Linked DNA regions of Sus scrofa: region 2 is linked to region 1. Evidence: chromatin contacts called from public HiChIP or PLAC-seq data. All regions are on one chromosome and are shown on one strand. Each heading gives the region's core, a stretch centred on a gene start, on an enhancer-like site or on the middle of the called end of the contact. The rest is flanking DNA. Distances are from core to core; before and after follow the strand shown.

The links. HiChIP or PLAC-seq counts read pairs in DNA pulled down with a chosen protein or histone mark.
Region 2: an H3K27ac HiChIP or PLAC-seq map of skeletal muscle shows a contact between it and region 1. The contact joins two enhancer-like sites. A contact is called at or near these places in 1 of 5 promoter capture datasets (liver), 8 of 47 Hi-C or Micro-C datasets (embryonic fibroblasts, epiblast stem cells, fetal heart ventricle and 4 more) and 2 of 2 datasets of contacts at active chromatin or transcription factors (alveolar macrophages and skeletal muscle).

The regions. Positions count from the first base shown.
Region 1 is chr14:87,699,948-87,705,815 of Sscrofa11.1, forward strand. It overlaps LDB3 (LIM domain-binding protein 3), which reads left to right. Exons shown (of 15, transcript XM_005657425.3): 10 at 4,769-4,900; 11 at 4,903-5,185. Among named protein-coding and RNA genes, the nearest start is that of LDB3, 42 kb to the left of the region's middle. Within about 2 kb of position 4,249, at least 8 of the 83 cell types and tissues checked have an H3K27ac peak or open chromatin away from gene starts, as enhancers often do. A contact at or near this core is called in skeletal muscle, where this site is marked.
Region 2 is chr14:87,737,307-87,742,538 of Sscrofa11.1, forward strand. No RefSeq gene overlaps it. Among named protein-coding and RNA genes, the nearest start is that of LDB3, 79 kb to the left of the region's middle. Within about 2 kb of position 1,840, at least 15 of the 83 cell types and tissues checked have an H3K27ac peak or open chromatin away from gene starts, as enhancers often do. A contact at or near this core is called in skeletal muscle, where this site is marked.

The DNA of each region.
Region 1 (5,868 bases), core at 2,999-5,498:
AGGAGCGGCTTTGGCATCAGACTATGCCAGGGCCCCCTCTGCTATCTAGGGCAAAGTACTTCATCTCTTTGGTGCCTGAATGTCCTCATTTGAAAAATAGGCATGGTATTATGTACACTTGGTGCTCTAAGGATGAAATGAAGCACCCAGCACAGTGTTTGGCACACAGGAGGTGCGTTCTCTGACCCTTCAGAGCCAGGGACACAAAGTTCTGAGGTTAAAAATGCACAGGCTTAGGGAGCAATTTGCAGAGGGCTGAAGTGGTTTAAAAAAAAAAAAAAAAAAATCCCATATGGCGCTGGAGGAAGCAGCTGCCCTGCGGAGATGGGGAGCACAGGAGGGAGTGTGTAAAGGAGTTTGGATGAGCAGCGGCGGCGGGTGGAGTAGGGATTCCGGGTGCAGGGAGGGGATTTCCGCCCCGGCCTGGGCTTCGGGGCCAGGCGGGTCCTTCTGGGCATCTTCCGGGGCGGGTCCCCAGCTTCGGCGCCGCCGCCTCCGCCGCCGGCTCTCCTTCGCAGGCCCGCCAGGGGGCGGCACGGCACCAGGGGAGCGCACCTTCTGGCCTGTCGGTCGCCCCTCTCCTCCTTCCGGGGATGGAGCCCAGGCCGGCGAGACGTGCCGGAGCCCCGGCGCTGCGGGCCTCTGCAGAGTTCCCAGGCCTTGCAGACGTTAACTCATTCTTGCCCAGAGGGAAGGAGGTGGCCCGACAGGCGCGCGCCGGAACTGGCCTGCCTCCGCCCCTCCTCCGCATCCCTCTCCTGGGGATGGGGTCCTGGGGAGGCTGGCAGGCGGCCCGGGGAGAAACCGGGATCGTGGACTTGGGCCCCCTCCGCTGTTCTCCTCTGCAGCTCCTGGCCCCGGAGAGGGCGGGGAGCCCGCGTGCGGCCTGGGCCGCAGCCCCGGCGAGGGCTCCTCCGGTCCGAGGGTGGCGTTCGCAGTGGGATCTTATCGCCGGCGCCGAGGCTGGGCGGCCGCTCCCTGGAGCACCTGGGGCTCGGGAGGGGGCTGTGGGCGGAGGGGCCTGGCGCAGGCCGGAGGAGGCTACGTAGGCCCGCGGGCCAGGCGGGGGCCGGCTGTTCTCGGGAGCCGGGCACAACCTGGAATGAGTCAGAAATCACCTTGTTTAATTACATATTCCTAAGCCGCCGAGTGTGATAGGGGCCTTTTGAACTCGCCAATTAGAGATGAAATATCACCTTCTAATTTGGACGGGCTTCATTCCGTCAAGCAGAAATAGCAACAGCCCCGGGCTCTGAGATGGGATATCAGATCTCTCCGGGCACGTCGGGGATGGTATGGCCAGCCAGGTGAAGGGCTGGAGCTGTGAAGCAGTATCCCCGCGCCCCCATCCTCACCTGGGACGCGGTGCTATGGCAGAGAGGAGCTGCCCGCCCGGTCCTCCTCGAATAAGGAAAGGACTTTAGCTGGAGGGGGTTAGGGGAGTAGTTACCTGGGGGCCAAGATGCAGCCCACCGGGGCCCAGATACCAGCATGCTTCTGACCTGCTTAGACCTTTGTGCTGTGGGGGTTTAGAGAAGGGGGGGTTGATCATGGAGTCTGGAAGTCTTCCCAGAGGAGGGAAGAGAATGGCTGCCAGGCAGAGAGAATAGGGTTAGTATTACTGGAGGGAAGCTGGAAAAGTGGGCAAGGGCCAGATGTGGAAAGAGCTTGCTAAAGCCTGTTTTGCTGCCTAGGGAGTGGTTAAGCAGGGAATCTGGAATTGAGTCCTGCTGCCTGAGCTCCAGATTCAGCTAGATGGTTCACTAGCTCTACAACTTTGAGGGAGTCACCTAAGCTCTCCAAGCCTCAATTCCTCATCTGTGAAATGACTTGAAAATACTATCTGCCTCATTGGATTGCATGGAATATTACCTGAAATAATACAAGGGCCTGGCACTTGAAAGCAGTCAGTACTTGGTAACCGTTGTCCTGATTAGGACAGCACTGTCCAGTGACAATACATTTTCTAGTAGCTACATTTTTAAAAAAGTAAAAAGAAGCAGGTGAAATTAATTGCAATGTATTTTATCTAACTCAGTATATTCAAAATACCATTTCAATGTATAAACAATATAAAATTATTAGTGAAATGGGAAGTTTAATAAACCAGAGTTCCCATTGTGGCTCAGTGGGTTAAGAACCCGACTAGTATCCATGAAGATGTGGGTTCGATCCCTGGCCTCACTCAGTGGATCAAGGATCTGGCATTGCTGTGGCTGTGGTGTAGGATGGCAACTGCAGTTCCAGTTCAACCCCTAGCCCGGGAAATTTCCATATGCTGCAAGTGCAGCCTTAAAAACAAACAAAAAAATGATTAATGAGGTATTTTCCTTTCTTGTACCATCTTTGAATTCTGGTGTGTGTTTTATATTTACAGCCCATATTAATTAGGACTAGTTTCATTTCAGGTGCTTAATAGCCACGTAGGGCTGTGTATTGGATGACACAGAATTAGGGCTCTCATTCATAATCCCATTTAGCAGAGGTCCCCCACTTTACAAAAAAAGGAAATAAAAAATCTTGTGCAGAACCCCACTATTCATAACAGCGAGGGATGAAGCCCCTCTTCCTCTTTTCATCACTCCTCCCCCAGCACACTGAGACCCTCTGCTCTGGGCACTTTGCAGCTATGCCATGCTGTTAGGGAGGGTGACAACATTTCAAATATGGGCTTCACAAGTTTACAAAATGCATGGGTAGGCACCCACCCTGTGAGGCAGGCAGGGGTGTCATACTTAGCATCACTGATAAGTAGACTCAGTCCCAGTTCACCTGACTTCAGAGTGTCACATCTCCCCCTCCCTATATCCTATAGTCTCCCTGAGCTGGGCTCCTCAGGGGACCATCAGGCTAAGATGAGCTGACAGTTCATCTGGACCATGAGACCCAGGAGTCACTCTCCTCACCATCCTCACTAACATTTAGTGACACATGCACAGTGCCAGGTACTAAGTAGTTCTTATCTCCCTTAATCCTCATGACAACCCTGTGAGGTACTAACGATTACTACTGCCATTTTTAGACAAGGAAATTCAGGCCTAGAGATGTTAAGGAACTTGCCCAAGGACACAGCCAGGATGTGGTAGGAGCTGGAACCTGAACAATGGCTGTGCTACACACCAGAGCCTGGGGTCTCCTCCAGCTTGGTAGTTACACCTCCATAACATGGTGCACCCAGATCTTCTGGAAATTGGAATGATGTTTTTTACAGAGGCAGCTTGAGGTGATAGAATGATTTTGGAGACTCTGCCACTTACTGTCTCTGTCTGAGCTTCAGTGACCTCAGCTGTAAAAAGAACTAACCCAGATGACCTGTTGTTATGTGCCTCTTAGTAAGTGGACAGAAGATTCCTTCTGAGAAGGTTTTACCTTTGGAAACCAGCAACACTCCCAGGATGGTTTCAGTGGCACAGGCCTGGACCCTATGCATTCCCAGCACTGGGGTTTCCAAGTTACCCAACTCTGAACAGCCAGTCATCTGGGAGTAGAAGGTAGTAGAGTTGGAGCAGCAAGCCACAGGCCATCGAAGGTAGACCCGGGGAACCAGGTGGGAGAGACCAGAGGCCAGGCCAGGACTTTTTGCCCTGAAAATAACCGACCCTCCTTTCTAAGCTGGAGCCTGACAGGAGCTGCCTCAGCATAGGCTCTTCACCAGGCCAGACTCAAGAATCAGGTGGGGACAATGAGGCCTCTTTCCAGAGGAGCAGACTGGGAGATGAGGAGAGACTTCTGGATCTGCCCTCCCTAGAAGGGGAAGCTGGCAGGACCATGTGTGCCAGATGCAGCTGGGTCTGCCCCAGGTAGGGTTTGCAATGGGAGGCAGCAGAACTTAGAAGTCTGGGTTTTGAGGGCCCAGGCCTGGGACAGCTTTGAGTGAGCAGCTGCTATGCCTCTTTGTGTTGCTGCCCTAAAAAGGTGTTCAGCTCTCAGTGAGCTGGAGAAGGGAGTTCCAGAAGTGGGACAGTGCATTCTCCTCCTGCCCTCGGTTTCTTCCGTAACCTCTACACAGTATCAGACACACTCTCAGTTTCCACCACAGTAATGTAGGGGAGCTTGGGTCCCCCAGAGGCAGTCACAGGCTGAGGGAGCAGCTAGGCCTGGGCTGGGTCACCCCAGCATCTGTACCCAGGTCCCCTCTGAATGACTCCTTCAAGACCCCTCAACCCTGAGTCAAACCAAAATACTGTGTGTCCCCCCCCCCCCCCCAGTATAAGTCAAGCCAAGAAACCTGAAACCTGAACTTGAAAACCTAACTGCGTGGTCATCTGGAAGGCTGGACTCAGTCCAGGCTCAGCAAATGCATGCCACTGAGGCATTTCAGATGTCAAATCACTGGTCAGAGTGCAACCGAAAGCATCTTCTAGTCAAGGCCAAGGCTGACCCACTTCCACCCTCTTCCCAGCCGAGGGGATCCAGATATGAACCTTGCCCGGCACCCCCTGCCCCCCACTGCCTTCTCTTGCAGGCCTCTAGCAGCCAAGGCCTGACTGCCCCACCCCACACAGCTGCAGATATTTTTAGCTCTATTCCTTCCCAGCCCTGTCCAAGCTCCCAGGGCTCTGCTCTGATGACTCTTTATCTCCCTTGGCTCCCTGCTGCAAATTCAAATTGAGGCCATCAAGAAGTGCAGGGATGTGTCTCCTGCAAAAATTGGAACTGGGCTGCTCTAATATTAAACTTGTCTTTTACAGTTCTCTGGCTGGGTGTGGAGGAAGTTGGGAGAAATGAATTCCTGACACTTGTTTCTTTGGGTATTTTTGGCTTGCAGTGCCTGCATCTACCTACAGCCCATCCCCAGGGGCCAATTACAGTCCCACCCCCTACACCCCTTCCCCTGCCCCTGCCTACACCCCCTCCCCTGCCCCCACCTACTCCCCCTCACCTGCACCAGCCTATACCCCTCACCAGCCCCAAGCTATAACCCCACGCCCTACAGTGGGGGCCCTGCGGAGTCTGCCAGCCGCCCCCCATGGGTGACAGATGACAGCTTCTCTCAGAAGTTTGCCCCGGGCAAAAGCACCACCTCCATCAGCAAGCAGAGCCTGCCCCGAGGGGCCCCTGCCTATACCCCACCGCTGCAGGGTCCCCAGGTGTCCCCCCTTGCCAGGGGTACTGTCCAGAGGGCCGAGCGCTTCCCAGCCAGCAGCCGGACTCCGCTCTGTGGCCACTGCAACAGCATCATCCGGTAAGATCCGCTGTTTCCCCTGGCTGGGGCGCTGGGAAGATAGGGGGATGGGAGGGCAGGTGTAGGGAGAGGACTGCGTGCAGGGCAGACCTGAGGCTGGTGGTCTGACACCTTCTGGTCTGACCCTCTCTGAGGTTTAGCTTCCATACCTATGGGACACGCACATCCCTGGGAAGTTGGGAGAATTCCATGAGGTAAGTGGGTGAAGCTCTCAGCGCAGTGCCTGTGCCAGCTCCATCCCCTCAGGCTAAGGCTGGGTTCTGAGAATCTCAGGTCTGGCTGGTAGGTTTATTGGGCATGTTGCAAGCTGGCAGACAGTGCTGGTTTGACCCAGCTTTCCTTTAGGGTTGCTTCTGGGTCTTTCCACAGACAGGCCCATGCTGCTCAGGGCTTTGGTGGGCATCTGCCACACTAAAAGGAAAACAAGTCATTTCATGTGTAGAAGCCAAGGATCATGGGTGGGGCTTGTTTGGATACAGTATGTTTATAGTATGTGCATGTGTGTGGGGGCCAAACTGATATATGTAAACAGTATACTTTCATTTAAAAACAAAGTATCATTAGAGAGAATATACTTATTAGAAAAGAATTAGAAAATTCCGAAAAGTGAAAACTAAAACATAAAGCATTTCCACTGTTATGAGTACTATTCTGGAACCAGATTTGTGTCCTGGGCCTGTAGT
Region 2 (5,232 bases), core at 590-3,089, 35 kb after region 1:
GAGCTATAGGAACAGCTAAACTGTGCAAAAAAGTCAGTGATAGAAACTATAGAGAGAAAAGTTTAGGATGGAGTAACAATAGATGACTTCTTGCAAGAGGTGGTACTTAGGCATGGCAGGCAGAGAATGATGTTAAAAGGAAAATGAATGTGGCCCATTCTGCAGGAAGTGGATAGACCAATCTAACAGAATGCTGCCATACAGCTGTAGTTTCCAGACGTTGATGAGTGTAGTGATTCATTAAGTGAAATCTGGAAAAACTGAGCAAGATCAGTTGACAGAGGGAATCACCAATTAGGAGGATAGCTAGAATAATTCAGGTATACAATGAGGAAGGTAGATTTTAAGGTGGGGAGCAAACTAAATGCAAAGTCTACATTTTCTTTTTTTTCAGGCTGTACCTGAAGTATTTGGAAGTTCCCACAGGCTAGGAGTCAAATCAGAGTGACCTACTGCAGTTTGTGGCAACACCAGATATTTAACCCACTGAGCAAGGCCAGGGATCAAACCAGCATCCTTATGGATAATAGTCAGGTTCACAACCTGCTGAGCCACAACAAGAACTCCCTGTAAATCTACATTTTAAAAGAAATATTGACAGGTATTGGGTACGGGTTAAATGTATGATTATGTTTCCTCATGAAAGAATGGAGGATGTTGTCTTAAAGTGCAACTGAAACTCCAGAACTCAAGCATTATTCATTGAAAAGAGTTGGTAAAATTTAAAGTCAATGATAGTTCTGTGTTATCATAACAGTCATTTGTTAGACTTTCATCAAGATAAGTAATATGAATCCTTAAAAATATTAAAAACTCCTCTCCCCCCCCACCATTGATTAAAAATAAAAGAAACAAATGAGGGCAAACTAACAATAGAGAACAAAATGATTTATCAATTATCTTCAGGGCTTCCGGTGTGCAAGGCAGCATGCTAGATTGTAGGGATACCATGGAGTGAGAAAAAGACAGTTCCTGTCCTCTATAACTTTATGTCCAGCACAGGGATGGAAACACACGTGGTGGATAAACTAGCATGTCTGTTCCCATTGGTGACACACCACACCTAGGAATGTATCTGGATAACCATGTAGACCATGGACAGTAGATACAGTATAGCTGCTAATGACACAACATTCCTGATCCGGGATTGTCTCTTCCCAGTTATCTCAGCCTGAATCCCTATCATGACACCTTGTCATTCACAAGGTAATCATACCTAGCTCCAAATGCTGGGATTTCTGGACTATTAGCACCAAAGGAATTCTTGAGTAGAATCAGTGTTCAGAGGTAAGATATATATACACATACAAATATGCATATATATACACATACAATTACATACTCATACACAAGCACCTATTACACCTTAATACTTTATTTAGCTAAATAAAAACAAAAACCAACTATATCCATTTGCCTTTAATTAGTTATATCTGGTCAAAAAAATAAAGTATAAGAGGTCATAAATCCACTGCTCTCAGGACAGAAAGGCAGGGTGGTGAGGGTAGTGAACTGCTATAGGATGGGGAAGGACAGATTTACTGTGGGCTGAGTGGGAACTAGGGTGGGGAGGCCACAGCTCCAGGTGTTTGGTGGGAGCAACTACAGTGTGCTAGGCAGTACCTGATAGCCAGAGAGCAGTGAGCAAACAACAGGTGGTAGCCCAGGAGAGCAGCAGGCATCAGGATGTCCACTTTGAGGTAATGGGGGAAAGGAGGCCTGATAGATGGATAGAATACAGAAGGAGAGAATCTAGGAACAAAGCTGAAGGGAAACAAGCATTGCCATCAGGAGTATCTATTAGTGCCCAGCAGAGTCTGTGCTGTAGGACTGGGACAGGCTCCAGAGAGCAGAGTCCAGACAACAGGCAGAGAGAAAATCAAGTTCCACTCAGGTTAAAAGGCCAGGGCTTCCAGATCAAGAAAAGAGCTGTGAGTCAGTGCTCAGAGGGGGGCCAAGGTTATGGCTGCCCAGTAAATAGCAGAGGGAGCAGAAGGCTGAGTGCCAGGCTTGGGACTAGAGGTCTGAGAAATCTTCCTGCCATAGGGCCTGGAGAGGATTAAGCTCTATGGTAAAGGGTGTACTGATAGCAGAGAGAGGTCTATAGAGACCACAGATTAGGCAAGACCAAGTGGTGACTACTTTGCAACAGAGCATCACTAAACCACCTTTTAATCACAGGAAACAAGTGCTTTGAAGCAAAGAGGAATGAAAATGGAAATGGGAAAAGCAGCAAGTCATTTACGGGTAAACACAGAATGGGAAGTAACATGTTATACCATTACAAAGAAAAGAACACATTCAGATTTTTAAACTTTTCTCTATTTTGTGCACTGGATTATATTTATATATCACCATCTCTTTTCATAAACACAATTTCTGTTTTGACTTGTCCTAAACCGTGACAGGGTTATTATTAACCAGTAAAATCATGTAGTTGTGTCCATGCTGAAAAATGTAGCTGTCTCCTCTACTCTTCATAACACTTTTGTCCATTTAATATTGGGCTTCAAACCAACCTAAAGCATTGCTTTGCCAAGGGCATCCTTTCACAAGTACCTCCTTACTAGATTCAAATTCATCTCCATATCCACAATGACTTAATGCTGCCTTTGCCTCATAAGCATCTGCATCAGGAAAATGACTTTGGATGGATTAACTTGTATTACCCTATTGAGCTAATGCCTTCCGTGAAGGCAGCACTCTCCATTTCACTGAAGATGGTATAACCCAGTTTCCCTGACCCACTCTCACCTCTTCAATATAGTCCAAGCCAGCCTCTAAAACAGTCTTGTTGACAAGGTTCAAAAATGCTTAGAGGAAATTCTATCCTTATCTTGCTCATTCACTTAACAAATATTGAGCACCTGTTATATGCCAGGAACGAGGCTTGGAGGAAAGAGCTGAGAACAAGACTGACAAGGTCTTTGCTCTCGTGGAGTTTTCATTCTGGTGGGTGAGAGAAACTCACTCCATAAACAAATAAGTAAATGAACAAGGTAAATTTCATATAGTAAAAATGGTATAAATAAAACGAAATTGGCTGTGTTGGGGTGTTAATTTAAGACAGATGATCAGGAGTTCCCGTTGCGGCGCAGTGGTTAACGAATCCGACTAGGAACCATGAGGTTGCGGGTTCGATCCCTGGCCTTGCTCAGTGGGTTAACGATCCAGCATTGCCGTGAGCTGTGGTGTAGGTCGCAGACGCGGCTCGGATCCCGCGTTGCTGTGGCTCTGGCGTAAGCTGGCAGCTACAGCTCTGATTGGACCCCTAGCCTAGGAACTTCCATATGCCGCGGGAGCAGCCCAAGAAATGGCAAAAAAAAAAAAGAAAAAAAAAAAAAAAAGACATGATCAGAGAAACTGTCCTTGAGGATCTGAGAACTGTAGGAGAAGGGTGATTTTCCATTCCTAACTAATGCTATGTGATTTGGGCATGCAATTACCACTCTTGAGAACTATACCTCGAATTGTGCAGAGGAAAAAAAAAAAAAAAAAGGGCCCATTTCCAGCACATTCTATTAATCTACTTATAGGAAAACTATCACTTTGGAGAATATTATATTTGGACCTTGAGGTGTTGCTTTTGAGTTTGGGGGCCAGACCATACGTGTCCAGATGTCTCCTTGGGCTTCCTGGCTTCTCTTGTTCATTTAGTGGGCAGGCAAACCGGAGAAACAGGCTGGCATGCATACACATGCCAGGAACCAGAGAAAACACCATACTCAGTTGTTGGTAGTTAGGTTGCCTGCTGTGATAAAGCTAGGGATTTAAATCCGGGCACTGAGGTGGGCCTTATCCAAGGAGAACAAAAGAATGTCAAGTAAAATTCCCATAAACTTGAAAAGGAGTTCCTTTTATAGAAATACAAAGATATGATGATTTAAAATTTGATGTTTCAATTTTGCTCTCATTTCTGCAGTGGCTGTAACACAGATTTGTGTATTTCAGAAACTTGATGTACTAAAGTTCCAATCTGAGATTGTTGATTTTATAGACTGATTCATGTGTAAAATTGAACAGGCTGTAGAGGATATATTAACACATTTATCATGGTTCTATCTGCCATAACACATTACTCAGTATACATCAATGAGTTCTTTGGCGAGTCAGTCCAAATCTCCTCCAGCAAAAGGTCCACCTTTTCTCTTAAAATTAGAGCAGTGTCATATGTAGAAACCTTAAAAAAGTGACAAATTTTAGGTGTTGCAGGGAAACCCATGTATCAAACATTCATCCTGTGTAGCAAGATACTCTTCCATGGCTCTCAAACCTGAGAAAGCTATAGAGTTCAGGGAAAAAAAAAACAGAATTGAAAAATAATTTGGAATTACAGAGGGTGTCTTTTTTTAGGGCCGCATCCCAGGCATATGGAAATTCCAGGGTTGGGGGTCAAATCGGAGCTACAGCTGCTGGCCACAGCAACGCTAGATCCTTAACACACTGATCAAGGCCAGGGATTGAACCCAAGTCCTCATGGATACTAGTCAGATTCCTTACTGCTGAGCCACGATGGGAACTCCCACAGAGTGTATTTTCACCATTAAGGACAAAGGTGAATTAAAGAGGGAGAAAAGAGGGACAGAACACAAGATAGACCAAAAAAAAAACCAAAAAAAACAAAAAAAACAAAAAAACTTTAAATAGGAATGTAAGGGAGTTTAGCCATTTAAACCAGAATATAAGGGAATACTCCGGAATCTAAACATCTCTTAAGGGAGAATGTGTGTAAAAACAAATATCTGGACCTGGCACATTCTTTTCCTCCCCTGCTTTTTATGCAGTTTAAAAAGTGATTTTATGAAGGGAATGTAAAAAAGAGTATCTTTTGTAAAGAGCCTTAACACCATACTTGAGACTTAACAAAGAGATCAAGGTCACATTTGGTTGTTAAATAGGGGTCCATACTTTCTTCACATACAGGACATTGAATACTTTTAACAGCACTTTCCGAAGAATGCTGAGAAATGGGAGAAAAGAGGTAGTGACAATTATTTACATTTTCCAAATGCGGGGAATGAGACTCCGGGGGTATCTGAGGTCACTAAAGTGAGCCAAAGGTAGTAAAGGGAGCAATATTTATAGTCCGCTGACTTCAGTCCTGTTGCGTTAACGCCGCTCCTCATGTTATGCCGTTGGAATTCACGGGCTCACAGATCATAGGGCCCCCAGGCGGGCCAGGCCTCTGGACCCACGCGGAAATGCTTCTTTTCCCTGCAGCGCACTCGGAGC